Linked DNA regions of Sus scrofa: region 1 is linked to region 2. The links are chromatin contacts, called in public promoter capture Hi-C maps. All regions are on one chromosome and are shown on one strand. The core of a region is the stretch at or near the end of the contact, and the rest is flanking DNA. Distances in the headings are between cores, read along the strand shown. Region 1 overlaps ATP23 (mitochondrial inner membrane protease ATP23 homolog). Region 2 holds the start of PIP4K2C (phosphatidylinositol 5-phosphate 4-kinase type-2 gamma).

Region 1 (7,044 bases), core at 85-2,584, 330 kb before region 2:
CAAAAACCTCCAGCCACCTATATACACAACTGCCAGATACATCACTCCATGTACCTGCCCTGCACCTTCACTGGATGGCAGGCTGCCTTCATCAAATCAAACTGGCCCTCAGCCCTGCCCTCTCTCTAGACAGCCTGCATCTGGCCCCGTGGCTGCCAGTCTTCGCCTCATTCTCCATTTCTCAGTTCCTGTTTAGCAAAGAATTGCTGGCTGCACACACCCCTCCCCCTACCAAGCTCCTTTCCTCCGCTCTCCTCCCCACCTGTGGCTCCCAGGGCCCCCAGGAGGCTGTCCCCTCCTCCCTCCTGCCACCTCTCAGCCCAGGCCTGCCAGCCCTCCCTTCAAAGCCTGCAGGACTCATTACCCATACTGTTCATCAGGCAGTAATTATGTACTGCCTTGTAACTCTTCTGTTTAGCCTGGAACAGGCTTGAAACGCACTAGTGCTATTGTAATCTCTCCCAAGTCTGTATCTCATCACCCCAAACAGTATAAACCACTTGAAGGGGAAGATTGTCTATTGGGTCTTGATTTCTCCCTGCAGTGCCCAATACTTAGATAGTAGGAGCTTAAAACACGGATGTTGATTTCCTTTTTCTTCCCACGTATGTTGGCCTCAAATAACCAGAGCTGGTCAGGATAACAAGCATTAGCCTTGGAAGCCTGATTTTGGCCACTACAGATCTCCCACAGGACAACCTCATCCTGAGCCCTCAGATCAGGGTCCCCCGGAGGGCATCAGCCATTCTCTGGGGCACCCGGTCTCCAGAGAGGTCTGAGGGACACCGCCAACCCAGGTTGGCTCTGTCTGCTCATTTGGTGGTCATATTTCCAAGACCTTCCCTGGTCTCCGGCTAAAAGGAAACATCCTCGAGTATGGGGTGGAGTTGGGGGGCTCCCTAAACCCTAAGCCCTAACATTCTCACTGGTGAAGCCACCTGCAGCCAGCTGGAGGGCCGTCCGAAGCACCCCGGAGCACCCCTGCCCTTGGGAGAGAAAGAAGACACTGCACCTTTAAGTCTGCAGCCAGTTGAGAAAAACAAGCTGTGATTTATATAAGCGGGAAAATCATGTGATTTGCAGGAACGCTCCCTCCTCCCCCGGCCCCCTCCTCGCGTCGCCTCCAGCCCTTCCCAGAGGGGCCCCGGCAGCCGGGCTGGGCTGCAGGGGAGGGGGACCGGGGGTGCCCCGAGCCTCCCCTCCGCGAGCGCGGGAGCCTTGTGGGGCAGGAGCGCGGCGAACACCGAAAAGGCCTCGGTCCACGGTGCCTCATTCCTGCGGCGCCTCCCGGTGGCCCCAGACGCCAGCGGAGGGCGGCGTTCAGCCGCGGGGCGCGGTGGTTTGCTCCCCAGCGGTCTAGCGGTGGGTCACGTTCAAGAGCGCGGCCGGAGCATCCCCTCCCCTGCCGCCTGCCCCCTTCGGGCCAAAGGAGAAACTGAGGCTTTCCTCCAAGTCCTCCGCGGGGCGGGGAAGAAAAGCCAGGGGCCCCTCCAGACTGGCTCCTGTGTCCTGAACACCCAGCAGGAGGGAGAGCAATTTAAGAAATAATTTGGTCGGTAAAGGGCATGATGAAAATCAGCCATTTCTAGAGCTGAGAGGCGGTTGTGTTTAGCCCAGAGGACCTAGCTTTCAGGGAAAGAAAAAAAAAAAAAAGCGATGTCTGTCCTTTCCAGCCAGAGCCAAGGAAAATAAATACATGATTCGCAGGCCCTAAGAACCAGCACAGATCTTTTAAATATTAGAGGGTGGTGTAACTACAAGGAACCCACGCCTACTCGGAGTTAACTCTGACAACTTCTGAAGGAAAGGAAATGCTTAGGTTCTCCTGAGATGCAGAAACTGGGGAGTGGGCAAAGCCTGAAGAGATCTTCTCAACACCCCACTGTCTCTGGAGACATCCTATACCAAGCCCTTCCAGGAAGTGCTTGCAGGGGAGAGGATTAGCCATCACTTCTAAAACCAAGCCCAGGAGAAGCTGGGGGGGGGGGGACTTTCTCGGGGCGCAAAGCAAGGAGGGGAGGACAGATCTCCCTCAGTAGGTTGTGCTTTGCATAAAGCACAGTGATGGGCCCTGAAATTGTCCAAGGAAGGAAACCCACTGCTCCTCAGAGTAACCACTTCCAGGAGTTAAGTCTTGTCAAAAAGGTTTGAATTCCATTTGCTTTTCCTCCATTGGTCATCTGCTGGGGATGAGGCATAAGCCCAGCAGTGTCACAGGGAGGAAAAAAACATGATGCAATTAACGAAGTTGCTAATGCATCATCTTGCAGTGACCTTGGCCATCACCAGCACAGCTTGGTGAATTTCAGTCCACCCTCTGCATACTGGCAGAGCCAGCTGGACCCTGAGAGGTCATTCTGGCCCTCCTCCCACCTCCCTTCCCTCCCCAGATGGAGGGTCTTTATGCTGAGATGGTTTTCCCTGAACAGGGCCTCCATGCCCTCTGCCACATCAAGGGTAAGATCGTTCCTGAAGGAGAAAGCTCAGGTTAGGCAAATATTCTCCATCATTCTTTAAACCCTGAAGAAGAAAACTAGAGGTTAGCATAGGAATTCAAGAGAGTAGAACTCCATGCGTTCAGACAAATACCAGCTTCATTGTTATTCAGCAAGCGCCTTCTGTGTGCCTGGCCCTGAGCTGGGCAATGAGGGGACAGTGGGAACAGGATAGACAGCACCCCTGCCCTGAGCCCTGACATTCTGCTCCCCACTCTGCCTCCCAGGACAGAAGCCTGTGAAACACTTCCCTCTCCTCCAACAACGTGTGTATGTCCCCTCCCCAGCCCACACCCAGCACATGTTGCCCCCAATTCCAGCTGCATATGTGTTGTCTGTCTGCCAAGAGCTTCTGCTATCAGAAGGCGATGCTCTCTGGTGATTGGGTTGTCGGTGTAAGAAATAACCCAAAGGCCCGTCCAGAAAGTGAGATCAAAGTTGGCAGCCTCCAGGGCCCCTCCCCAAACTTATAATTCAGTTCAGGCTCCACCTCACTCTGTGCCCTGTGCCCCTTGCTTTCTCTCTTCCTTTGCTCTTTTTTTTTTTTTTTTCCTTTTTAAGGCTGCACTGGAGGCATGTGGAAGTTCCCAGGCTAGGGGTCAAATCGGAGAATCAGCTGCCCACCTACACCACAGCCACAGCAACGTGGGATCTGAGCCTCGTCTGCGACCTACACCACAGCTCATAGCAACGCCGGATCCCTGACCCACTGAGTGAGGCCAGGGATCGAACATGCATCCTCATGGATGGATACTAGTTGGATTCGTTTCTGCTCTGTCACACTGTGAACTTCCTCTTTCCTCTTTTTCTGATATGCCTGGCTGCTGCTTCCCAGATCTCCTCTTTCCTAAGCTTCATGGGCCAGGGGCCTGCTGGTTCTTCCTGAGGCATCCAGGTGCCCTCTTCCCAAGGCAGCCTCTCTACATCCACCCTGCACAGATGCCTCGCCAAGGCCTCTCCTGTGGCTGTAAGGCTCCTCATTGAGGGTACTCAGACAGCCACGCTTAACCACAGGCCTGTCACCCTCCATCCCCCCTCCTCCCCAGACTACCGCAGCTGCTGCCTTATTCCAGTCTTTCTAAGTTGGGTTTCTGGTCTCCCTCGGCCATTCACAAGCACAGTCCAATAACGTGCAAAGGGCGATCTGGCAAGAAGCCTGTAGTGAACAAACATTTTTAATGGACAAACAGAAATGATGGCTCCAAACTGAAAACACCCTGGAAGCCACAAACTCTGGTTACTTTCACAGAAGCCAGATCTGGACTTGCGTGTGTGTGTGTGTGTGTGTGTGTGTGTGTGTGTGTGTGTGTTTCAGATGCACTAAGGAGGGCATTGAGTGAAGGAGTGAAATCAGCTCATCTCGGACACTGTCTCTTTCAGGAAAAGGGGCCTCAGAAGAAAAACGCCATCCCAGCCCCTGCCAAATTCCATTCTGTTTCAAATTAGCCTCCCAGCAAAATGAGGGGGCTTACTAACTGGTCTTGGAGATCCTGCTAGCACCACAGTGCTGAGGCTCTACAGTTCCCCCCAAATAACCTATTTTAGAAGCCTCCACATTCTCATAGGGAGTTGAAAATGCATCTGTGCTCCGGGTCTGGGTCCACAGCTGAAACTCAGAATGAGGCTTTCACTACAGCGTTTTCAGGCCTGTTTTCTCTCTTTCTCCTTTCCCTGAAAGGGCCTCTGGTCTTTCCCAAGCTGCTGGAGTAGAAGGGAACACACAGCTCCCCCAGAGCAGAGGGGCCCGCCAGAGGGAAAGCTGGCTGGGCCCCAGGAAGGCTTGCCTGCCATTCTGCAGGGACATTCCTCCCTCCCAACCTGCAGGGAAGTTCTGGAACTTCTAAACAGCATATCCTTGGGCCAGCGCAGGGCCCTCCACATCCTGCACCCCCTGTTTACAAGCTTTTAGCAGCAACTAACACATTTGGCAAGACTGCTCCAGTGAGAGCCAAGCCAGGCTCTTTTCCCCAGGACCCAGCTGACGAAGGGATGCTGGGCGAGGACCAAAATGGGGTCCAGCCAGACAAGCCCCAAGCCTTGGTTCTCTGGGCCAAGGCTGGAGAGGACCAGAGGGAAGTGTCCTCGGCCGGCCCCACCACCACCCCGCAGGCTGGTCCCAAGATCTCAGGATGCATCAGTAATTCCAGGCAGGGCTCCATCCCCAGCCCACGCTCAGCCCGGGACCTGGTCAGGGAATCTCCAAGTATCCCCAAAAACATAAGGCTTGCCGTCCATGCCAGGTTTCTCTGGGGTCTCTGGGTGGGAGCAGCCAGACCCTCTCGTTGGCCTCAGGCTTTGTCTTAGAGGTCCAAAAGCATCAGAAACAGTCACATCAGAGACAGTCACATCAGAGACAGTCACAGCCCCAGACCGCTGCCTTCAGACGATTTTAAAAAGAAGGATGTTTTGAAAGCTCAAGACATGTTCCGGGCTTGGCTTTGGTTCTAGCTCCATCTTCATCTCTCAAAAAAAAAAAAAAAAAAAAAAAAAAGTTCTCTTCCTCATGAATCTAGACACCCCGGAGGCAGCAAGCTGAGCTGATGAGACCACAGAAAGCCTCTCTTCCTAAATGACCCAGAAGGTCTCTGAGAAGAGAAATTCACATCCACTCCTTCCGTCAGGCTATCTCACTGGAAGGACTGCCCCTAATATTCAAGAAAATGACTTGAGCCCCATCCCAACTGTGGGGGCCCCATCACTAGGTCCCCCCAATCTCACATTTCCTCTCACCCCTTGCCCCCACCACCAACCGCATGCCCAGGACACTCAGAGGGCTCATGCTTCCTCTGATGACCTCTGGCTCGGTTTCCTGCTCTTCCACCTCTCCCTTCCATCTGCCCTGCACCTCCTGTAGCAGCAGCCCTCTCTCAGCATCCCTCTGTCACTCTGCACACTGCCCTGTTCCTGCACCGCCCCCCACCCAGTCACCCCTCCAACTCGCACAAGGCTAGGGGGCACAGTAGCAGAGTTTTACTCAAAGTTCAGGGTCATGGAGAGGATTCACAGTAAGCACATTCGAATCTACCAATGGACATTACTCTCCTAAAAAATTCATCAGTTGGAGTTCCCTGGTGGCTGGGGGTCCAGCTTTGTGATGGCTGTGGCTCGGGTTGCTGCTGTGGCTCAGGTTCAATTCCCAGCTGTGAATTTCTGCATGCCGTGGACGTGGCCAAAAAAAAAAAAAATCCATCCACCATTCCCCTGCCTCCAAACACTTTTCACTGTTTCCTAAGTCTCAATTTATACTACTTCTCCCACCTCCCCCTTCTCCTCCAGATCCTTCAATCCAAACCCTAAGTCCCTGTGGATTTCTCTCACCAAACAATTTGTCTTGTCTTCAGCATGCCCAGAGCGTCACACTGGTCTCACCAGACAGAGTGGCTTCTCCATCAGGGTTCAAAATCCTCAAAAAAGTTGTGTCTACCTCTGGGGGAGGCACACCCCTCCCCTGGAATGATAAAGCGCAGCATTTTTTTTCTCAGTAACACTTTCTTCCTATCCACCCCCCACCACCGCCCCCTTACATCTGGTACCCCTTCAGTTGAGAAATCCACCCCAAATCACTCTTGTTCGCTCTTTCTCTCTCTCTCTACCCCTTTATGGGCATGGAGCACTGCTAATCAGTATCCCTGCTGTAGTTGAAAATGATGATCGAATTAAAAATAAGTCAGCATAAGACAAACACAAAAGGACAAATATTGTATGATTCCACTTATAGGAGGTCCCTAGAGTAGTCAGATTCCTAAAGACAGAAAGAAGAATGGTGGCTGCCAGGGGCTGGGGAGTGGGGAGAATAGGGAGTTACTGTTTAATGGGTGTAGAGTTACAGTTTTGGAAGATGAAAAGGCTTTTGAAGGTGGATGCTGGTGATGGTTGCCATTCATTCGTACGAATATACCCAATACCATTAAACTATACACTTAAACATGGTTAGGAGTTCCCGTCGTGGCGCAGTGATTAACGAATCCGACTAGGAACCACAAGGTTGCGGGTTCGGTCCCTGGCCTTGCTCAGTGGGTTAAGGATCCGGCGTTGCCGTGAGCTGTGGTGTAGGTTGCAGATGCGGCTCAGATCCCGAGTTGCTGTGGCTCTGGTGTAGGCCGGTGGCTACAGCTCCAATTAGACCCCTAGCCTGGGAACCTCCATATGCCGCGGAGCAGCCCAAGAAATGGCAAAAAGACAAAAAACAAAAAACAAACAAACAAAAAAAACTATGGTTAAAATGGTAAATTCTTTTTTTTTTTTTTTTTTTTTTTTTTTTTTTGTCTTTTTAGGGCCACACCTGTGGCATATGGAGGTTCAAAGGCTAGGGGTCGAATTGGAGCTATAGCTGCCGGCCACAGACATAGCCACAGCCACACCAGATCCAACCTGCATCTGCGACCTACACCGTAGCTCATGGCTGGATCCTTAACCCACTGATGGAGGCTGGAGTTCGAACCTGCATCCCATGGATACGAGTCAGATTCATTTCCACTGAGCCAAGATAGGAACTCCTAAAATGGTAAATTCTATGTAATGCATGCTTTACCACAGTGAAAAAAAGTCA
Region 2 (6,626 bases), core at 1,647-4,146:
CAATCCTTTTATATTAGTCAAACTCTGTAAGCTCAGCACTATTTTTAAAGCTGTGAGAAATTCTAGAGAAAAAAATACCCTCAGCAGACTCAAGACATTCAAGGCAAACAGTTCCATGCTCCACTGGAAACAAAACAAAAGGTGTTTTCAAAGTACAAAGAGAGCTGATGGGACTCTGAGGGGTCAACAGCGGCAAGAATGAGAGGTCCATATCCTGAAGGAGGCATCTCTTACAAACAGGAGCAGTCCTTCCAGAGCACTCTGACCCAGTTTTCTGCAGTGGGTCCTCGCCTGCCTAAGTGTAAGTTTAAAAAAAAAGAAAAGAAAAAAAGCAGCTAATTTCAGAGGGAATGCAGGCCGGTGGAGGATATGAGCTCATTACGTGTCTGTTCACTAAAGTCAAGACAACCCACAGCCCAAAGGATGCGAACATCACATGCTCTCCTCAGCCCCCAGAATCAGCAGTCTGCTAATTCAGGGTGGAAAGGGAGTTCCTGCACTGAGAAATCCAGAGATGTGCTTTCTCCCCAGTGTTGCTGCAGCATCTTTCTTGCACCCTTAACAGTCCACTTATCACATGACGCTAACCACTAGTTTACATAAGTTCCCCACCTGGGCTGTGAGCCCTTCCAAGGCAAGGACCATTTCTGGTGGTCTGCATCTCTCAGGTGCCTAGCTAGCACCATGTTTGGCACAGAGCGGTCCTGAAGTGTTTAGTAACTGAATAAATTGATTCCTTGCCTGTCCTTACTTGATCATTTTTTGTTTTTGTTTTTGTTTGGGGGGGGCTGCTTTTGTTGTTGTTGTTACTTATTTTTATCTCTAGTTGATCATTCGACAGAGGTTATGAAATGTGGTCTAGCCTCAATCCCATACACTGCAGTGAAATCCAGCTCCTCTCATTTTCAGCAGAAAAGGAGGACAGAACATTTTCCTCCAGGAAAAAAAAAAAAAAAAAAAGAAAAGAAAATGCCACTAGAGATTCCCAGCATGAAATTCAGCTACAGTTCTTCATGCCCCCTCCTCGCCACCTGCTGTTAAGCAGGCTGAATCATCACTAAGACATATGTTCAAGGAAATGTGTGCTGGCTGGAGGGTGGGGTGTTGGGGCTAAAGTATATATACCTAGGGAAGATGAGGCAGGTCTTATCCATAATTCCCCAATTCTTACCAAAGGAAAGAAAATCCTCCTCTTAAGCTTCCTAAAGGGATGGATGGATGAGTCACCTGAAAGGTATGGAAGAGAGGCAGCCCTGCTTCCATCAGCCTTGCCCTTACCAAGAATCTTAGGCTGAATCTTCCCTGATAAGACATTACCACCTGGAGAGCTGGGAGCAGTCCACAGAGCCACAAATCCAAAAGGGAGCTGGCAGACCCCAAATGGCTTTCTAAACCACAAATTAAGAACGGGACAAAAACTGTATTCTTCCTCATCCTCTTCCACCTCCATGACTATGACATTTCAATGAAGTTGAATTTTTAAAATATCGCCTGTCACATTCAAAGTCACCGCATCTCTTGAACTCTAGATCTGGGGGAAGGGGGGGGGGCAGTAGCTGTGCTTGCCTCACCTGAGGTATAGTCAGGAAAGAAGATGCACTGGCCTCTTGGGCCTCCTCCTGATTCCCAGGCCATACCATCTACAGCAGTTTCCTGCTTCTAAAGTTTTACCACCATAGTATCCCCAGGACCAGAGCTCCTGAGCCATCTCTTTGGTCAAAGATGACCCCCACTTACACCAAATACCATTACTCCAGCCCGCAATGGATTGCCTTTAAGACCAAAGCCTTAAAAGCAAATATATATTAAGTCCCCAGTCAATGCCACCCCTGGGTTCAGGGCAGTAGCTTTTCTGAAATGCCTGTACCTCTGTAAGGGAAGGTATGGGACATGCAGGATTAGAACGTCCAGGAAGCCTGGGGCTTCTCCTCAAAGCCAAAGTTCCAAAGTCCAGGACAGCGACCCAGAAAGCAAGGTGCAAAGGAGAGTGACGACCAGCTCCCTCACGACCAGCTCCCCTCCCCGCTCCCCTTCTATATTCACACTCTCACCGGCGTCCTCACCACCACCAACCCAGAAGAGCTACTCCCCCTAAAGTCCTTCCGGATGCAGCCGGGTCCAGGCCGGTCGCCCTGACCTGGGGCTGAGGCTGTAACTGGCAGGAAAAAGGCAGGGAGCTGGATTTCAGGTGGGGAAGATAGAACCTCAACGGAGGAGTAAAGGGCGCAGGGAGAGACAAAAGTCTACGTTCAGGAAAAGAAAAAAAAAAAGTCTAGAGCGAAATGGTACGCTGGGAGAACACCTCAGGGTAGGTGGGCAAGGACCAGAACAGCCCGAGGAAAACGTGCAGCGCGAGGGGCTCCGGAGGCGGGAGCCAGGAAACAGGTACGCCCGGAGGAGCAGGAGCTAAGGGGTTCGGACTGGGCAGCGGTGGGGCCAGGGCCGAGTCTCACCGAGTGGGCTACACCCCACAGGAACACGCCCACCAGCGGGTCGGCCGCCCGGAACACCTTCACCTTCTGCTGCACGAAATGTTTCTTCTTGGTTTTGGAGGCGAAGCCAAAGCCCGTGCCGGGGGCCGCTGTCGCCGCCGGTATAGTGGCCGGCGGGACTGAAGAGGACGCCATAGTCTCCGGCGCACTCTACCGAGTGAAAGCCGGAGCCGGTCGCGATGCGAGCGCCCGACCCCGGAAGCGGCGCTCACCTGCGCCTCTGTCATGTGACCGGAGGCTGGCCCGCAGGCGCGCGAGCCGGGCGGGGCGGGCCGACTCCGCCCTCCTGGCGCCCGCCCGCCTGCGCAGAAGGTGGGCTCACCTGGCGCCGGGGAAGGCGCGCGGAAACCTGGTACCCTGATCGCTGTTAGCAGTGCGGAGGCCCAGGCCGGTCACCCAGGCGATGGGGATGCCGTCTGGGCCAGCCTGATTAACCGCCCAGTCGAGGGCTTCTTTGCTGCAAAGTCGCCGCCTTCCGGTTTTGCCCAGTTTCTGGGAATAACCTACCGCCTGAGGCTAACCCGAAAGGATTACTTTACGAAGAGAATCCCCTAAGTGGTTTTTGTGCTTTTAGAAGGACCACTCAAGCATCGCTCTGGAGGGTGACCAGAGTATTGCAACAGTGTAGGCACCAGATGAGGAACTAAAACAGTGGCTATTGGGATGCAAACTATTGCCTTTGCAATGGATAAGCAATGAGATCTTGCTATATAGCACTGGGAACTATATCTAGTCATTTATGATGGAGCATGATGGAGGAAAATGTGAGAAAACGAATGTATATATGTATGTGTAACTGGGTCACTTTGCTGTACAGTAGAAAATTGACACAACACTGTGATCCAACTATAATGGAAAAAATAAAAATCATTAAATAAATAAAACAAACAATGGCTATTGGGTTGGGAAAAAGGGGATGGCATATAAAGGTATATAGTTTGATGTCAATTTGGAAAATTCCTAGTGGATTGGGATTTGCAGGAAAGGGAGATGTTGAGAAGAAATCTGACTTTTGGCAAAGGCGAAGAATGATGGCAGTGAAGAAAAGGAGCAGTTTTAGTGAAAACATTAGTTCAATTTGGAATGTGTTTGAGGTGCCTGAGGGCAGCTGGACATATGGGCCTAGTGTTCAGCAGAATGGTCTAGGCTGGAGATACAGACTTAATTATTGTCCACGAATCTGTGTGGATGACAACTCCCAAGGGAGAGCAAGGAGAGACCAAGAGCTGAACCCTGGTATAAACCAGGGAGAAGACTGCAAAGGGGTGGCCAGAGAAGTAAAAGGGCCAGGAGAGCAGGGTCACAAAAGCTAAGGAAGTTGAGTTTCAAGAGAGGAAGGAATGGAGAGCAGTGTCAGATGTCATGGAGAGGTGAGGCAAGACGAGGATGGAGAACTGCCCAGTGTCTTTGGCAACTAGTGACCTTTGGAACACATTTTCAGTAGAGCCAGAGCCAGATCAAGGCGGGCTGAGGGATGAATGGGAGATAAAGAAGTGGGGAGGAGGCGCTTGGGACTTTTTTAGGAAGTTGGGTTGTGAGAAAACAAGGTGGGTAGTGAGTGGCTTATAGAGAAACATGCTGTAAAACACACTTTTAAGGGAGACCTTACCAAGGGGTAGGGAGAAATCGTTGATACAGAAGTTAACAAAGAAGATGCAAACTGCCCAAGTCGGCATCACTTTTAGTTGTTTTATATATTGGTGAATATATATGTGTAAGTATCTCAAAAATGAAGGATCTAGAAGGGACTTGATTTAGTCCAGGAAAGGGAGATTTATCACTTGTCAGAAGGGAGAAAGGAAAGGATCTGTGCAGACAGAGGTAAGTGTGTAGGTGTGTGTGTAGCGGGGGGATGAGGAATCTTATGCTCAATCATCTTCATTTCTCCTGTAAAGAAGAGAATTGTTGCCTAAGAGAAGTGTGTGAGAAGGGATCTTGAGGAGTGAGGGTTTAGACCAGTTGCTCTGAGGGGTGGGGAGGAAACAGCAGGTATACACAGAAGGAACATTATACCAGATCGGAGGATCCAGTTAAGCTCTGTGGCTCTTTGTTCTTAATTGCCCTGATGTTTGGGTTGTGTGGTTTTCTCCACTCATCTCAGAAGCTTTGAGGTAAGAGCAGAGAAGACAGGTAGGGGTATGCTCTAAATTGGGGATTAGAAGGGTGATTACAGTAAAAGATCTTGGGATAAGAGAACTGAGCCCTTGGCAAGGAATGGATGGAGATGCACTATAGAGGGGGGATGGACCTGATGCAGGGACTTGGGATAGTCTTGGGGGGAAACGAAGAGAACAGGATACCATTTTGTGTCAAAAATTACAAACAGTCTAGATCAATGTCCACCAATAGTGGAATGGTTGAATACATTATAGGATAAGTTTATGAAAAATTATATGTATATATTTTTTTCATGATGTAAATGTGTACACTGACCTGAAAAGATCTCTAGGATATATTGTCAAGTGGGGAAAAACCTGCATGTAAATATATGGAAGAACACCTAGAAAGGATATATACCACACTGTCATAATGCCATTACGGAGGGAAGGGATAAAGATTTACAACAACGTAGAGTCATCATTGAATTTATTTTATTTTAAAGGTATCTATGTACATCAAGTAAATACACACTGGGGTTTGTGCGGTTTGGTTTGTCTTCCACGCTGGCATGCAACATTTTGGCAGATGTGAGTGGGCAGGCCAGGTACTGCTTCTGGTGACCCTGGCTCTTCGAAAGGAATGTGGTGAGGGGTGGAGGGAGGGGAGGAGGAGGATGTAGAGTGAAGCTTCTGGGGAAGGCTTTGTGTGTGTGTTGTTTCTTATTTCGGTAAGTGAATTCTATTTCCCTTACATCTTGCTAAAGAGAAAGCTGTTCCCACTGTCACCTCTCTCCTCATCTGTCCGACACCCTTCACATTTTCTTATGTGTTTTAAAAGAATCATTTGGTGGCAAGATTACAGAAAGCCCGTTGGATTCTTGGGTGCCCTGCTGGCTAATATTAACACAAGTCAGCAGGTACACCAGTGTCTTCCTGCCTCTCCACCTGGGTCTGGAGACAGCATGGCTCACCTACCCCACCCTTTCCCTTTGCTATATGAGTTGTGGGCTTGGGGCAGGAGAGCCAGCTTGAACCCTTTTCCTTGGAGCAGTGGTTTTCAAACCACTCTACAGACCCCTGGGGGCCTCTTAGGGCTGTTCAAGGGCTCCTCAACTAGTGAAGCTTTTCCACCAAATAACAAAAATGCAAACTGCCCAGGCCTGCATCACTTTTAGTTATTCAAGAATAAGAATACCAAGTTTTTATATAAGACGGGGGCCCAACAGGTAAAGGGAGAGGGGACTTTTTCTCTTGGAGGAATCACGGGCCAATACAGCCGGTATTCACCAGCTGGCCACTCACACTGAGCTTTCTTTCCTGACTTAGAAACTAAGTGACAGGTTGCCCTGCCGCCCTGTTCTTCCATCCTGGATAAAGCTGACTCTCTGGACACCAGACTTTCCTTCTTCATTGGGGCTGGCTTGTGACCTCCACTCTCCATCCCTGCAGTTACCTGGAAAGCCACCTTAGCACCATGTGGTAAGAAAGGATATGAAACCAAAACAATAGTCCTATAAATTACATGGGAGGCAGGGAGCCACCCAACTCAAGCCCTTGGGCTCCTCCACCTCTGGAAAATCTGCCCTGCCCCTTCCTTTAAAGTGCACTTAATGCCAGATGGAGATATTATAGAAGGAATTCTTTGTGGGGGAAAATGTGTAGATTGGGGAAAAGTCAGGCTCAGCTTGAAAGGAAGGTGTTTCAAAATACCTGTTTTGCCAATGAACTGGAAGCCCCCAAACCAAAAGCTGGAAGTGGGAAGGACATGCAGCCCAGTGTGGAACAGAGAAAGGAATCCAGCTCATCCCTGTGGCAAAAAATACTTAGGAATTTTCCAGCCTGTTTACCCCCCAAAGCCAAAGAAGCAATCATTTTGCTTATACTTAGCTATAACTATCACTGTGGACAGATGAGCAACCATTTTGCCAGACATGGGTCAGCCTCCTCAATTTTTCAAAATAATTTTAAGCAGCTCTGGGTTCTGGTCATGAGCACTGCAGTAGAAAATATTAAAAGGAGTTTTGAGGAGAAAGGG

Evidence for each region. Promoter capture Hi-C pulls out the DNA fragments that hold promoters and counts their contacts.
Region 1: a promoter capture Hi-C map of fetal liver shows a contact between it and region 2, with 2.8 times the contacts expected there. The contact joins the enhancer-like site here to the promoter of PIP4K2C in region 2. A contact is called at or near these places in 1 of 5 promoter capture datasets (fetal liver) and 7 of 47 Hi-C or Micro-C datasets (embryonic fibroblasts, epiblast stem cells, fetal skeletal muscle and 4 more).

What each region holds. Positions count from the first base shown.
Region 1 is chr5:23,178,916-23,185,959 of Sscrofa11.1, reverse strand. The region is part of intron 1 of ATP23 (mitochondrial inner membrane protease ATP23 homolog); the gene reads right to left. Among named protein-coding and RNA genes, the nearest start is that of ATP23, 5.6 kb to the right of the region's middle. Within about 2 kb of position 1,334, at least 64 of the 83 cell types and tissues checked have an H3K27ac peak or open chromatin away from gene starts, as enhancers often do. A contact at or near this core is called in epiblast stem cells, fetal liver, fetal skeletal muscle and 4 more, where this site is marked.
Region 2 is chr5:22,850,412-22,857,037 of Sscrofa11.1, reverse strand. PIP4K2C (phosphatidylinositol 5-phosphate 4-kinase type-2 gamma) reads right to left here and starts at 2,896. Exons shown (of 11, transcript XM_021091878.1): 1 at 2,454-2,896. The coding sequence starts at 2,627. It also overlaps a transcript of KIF5A not described here.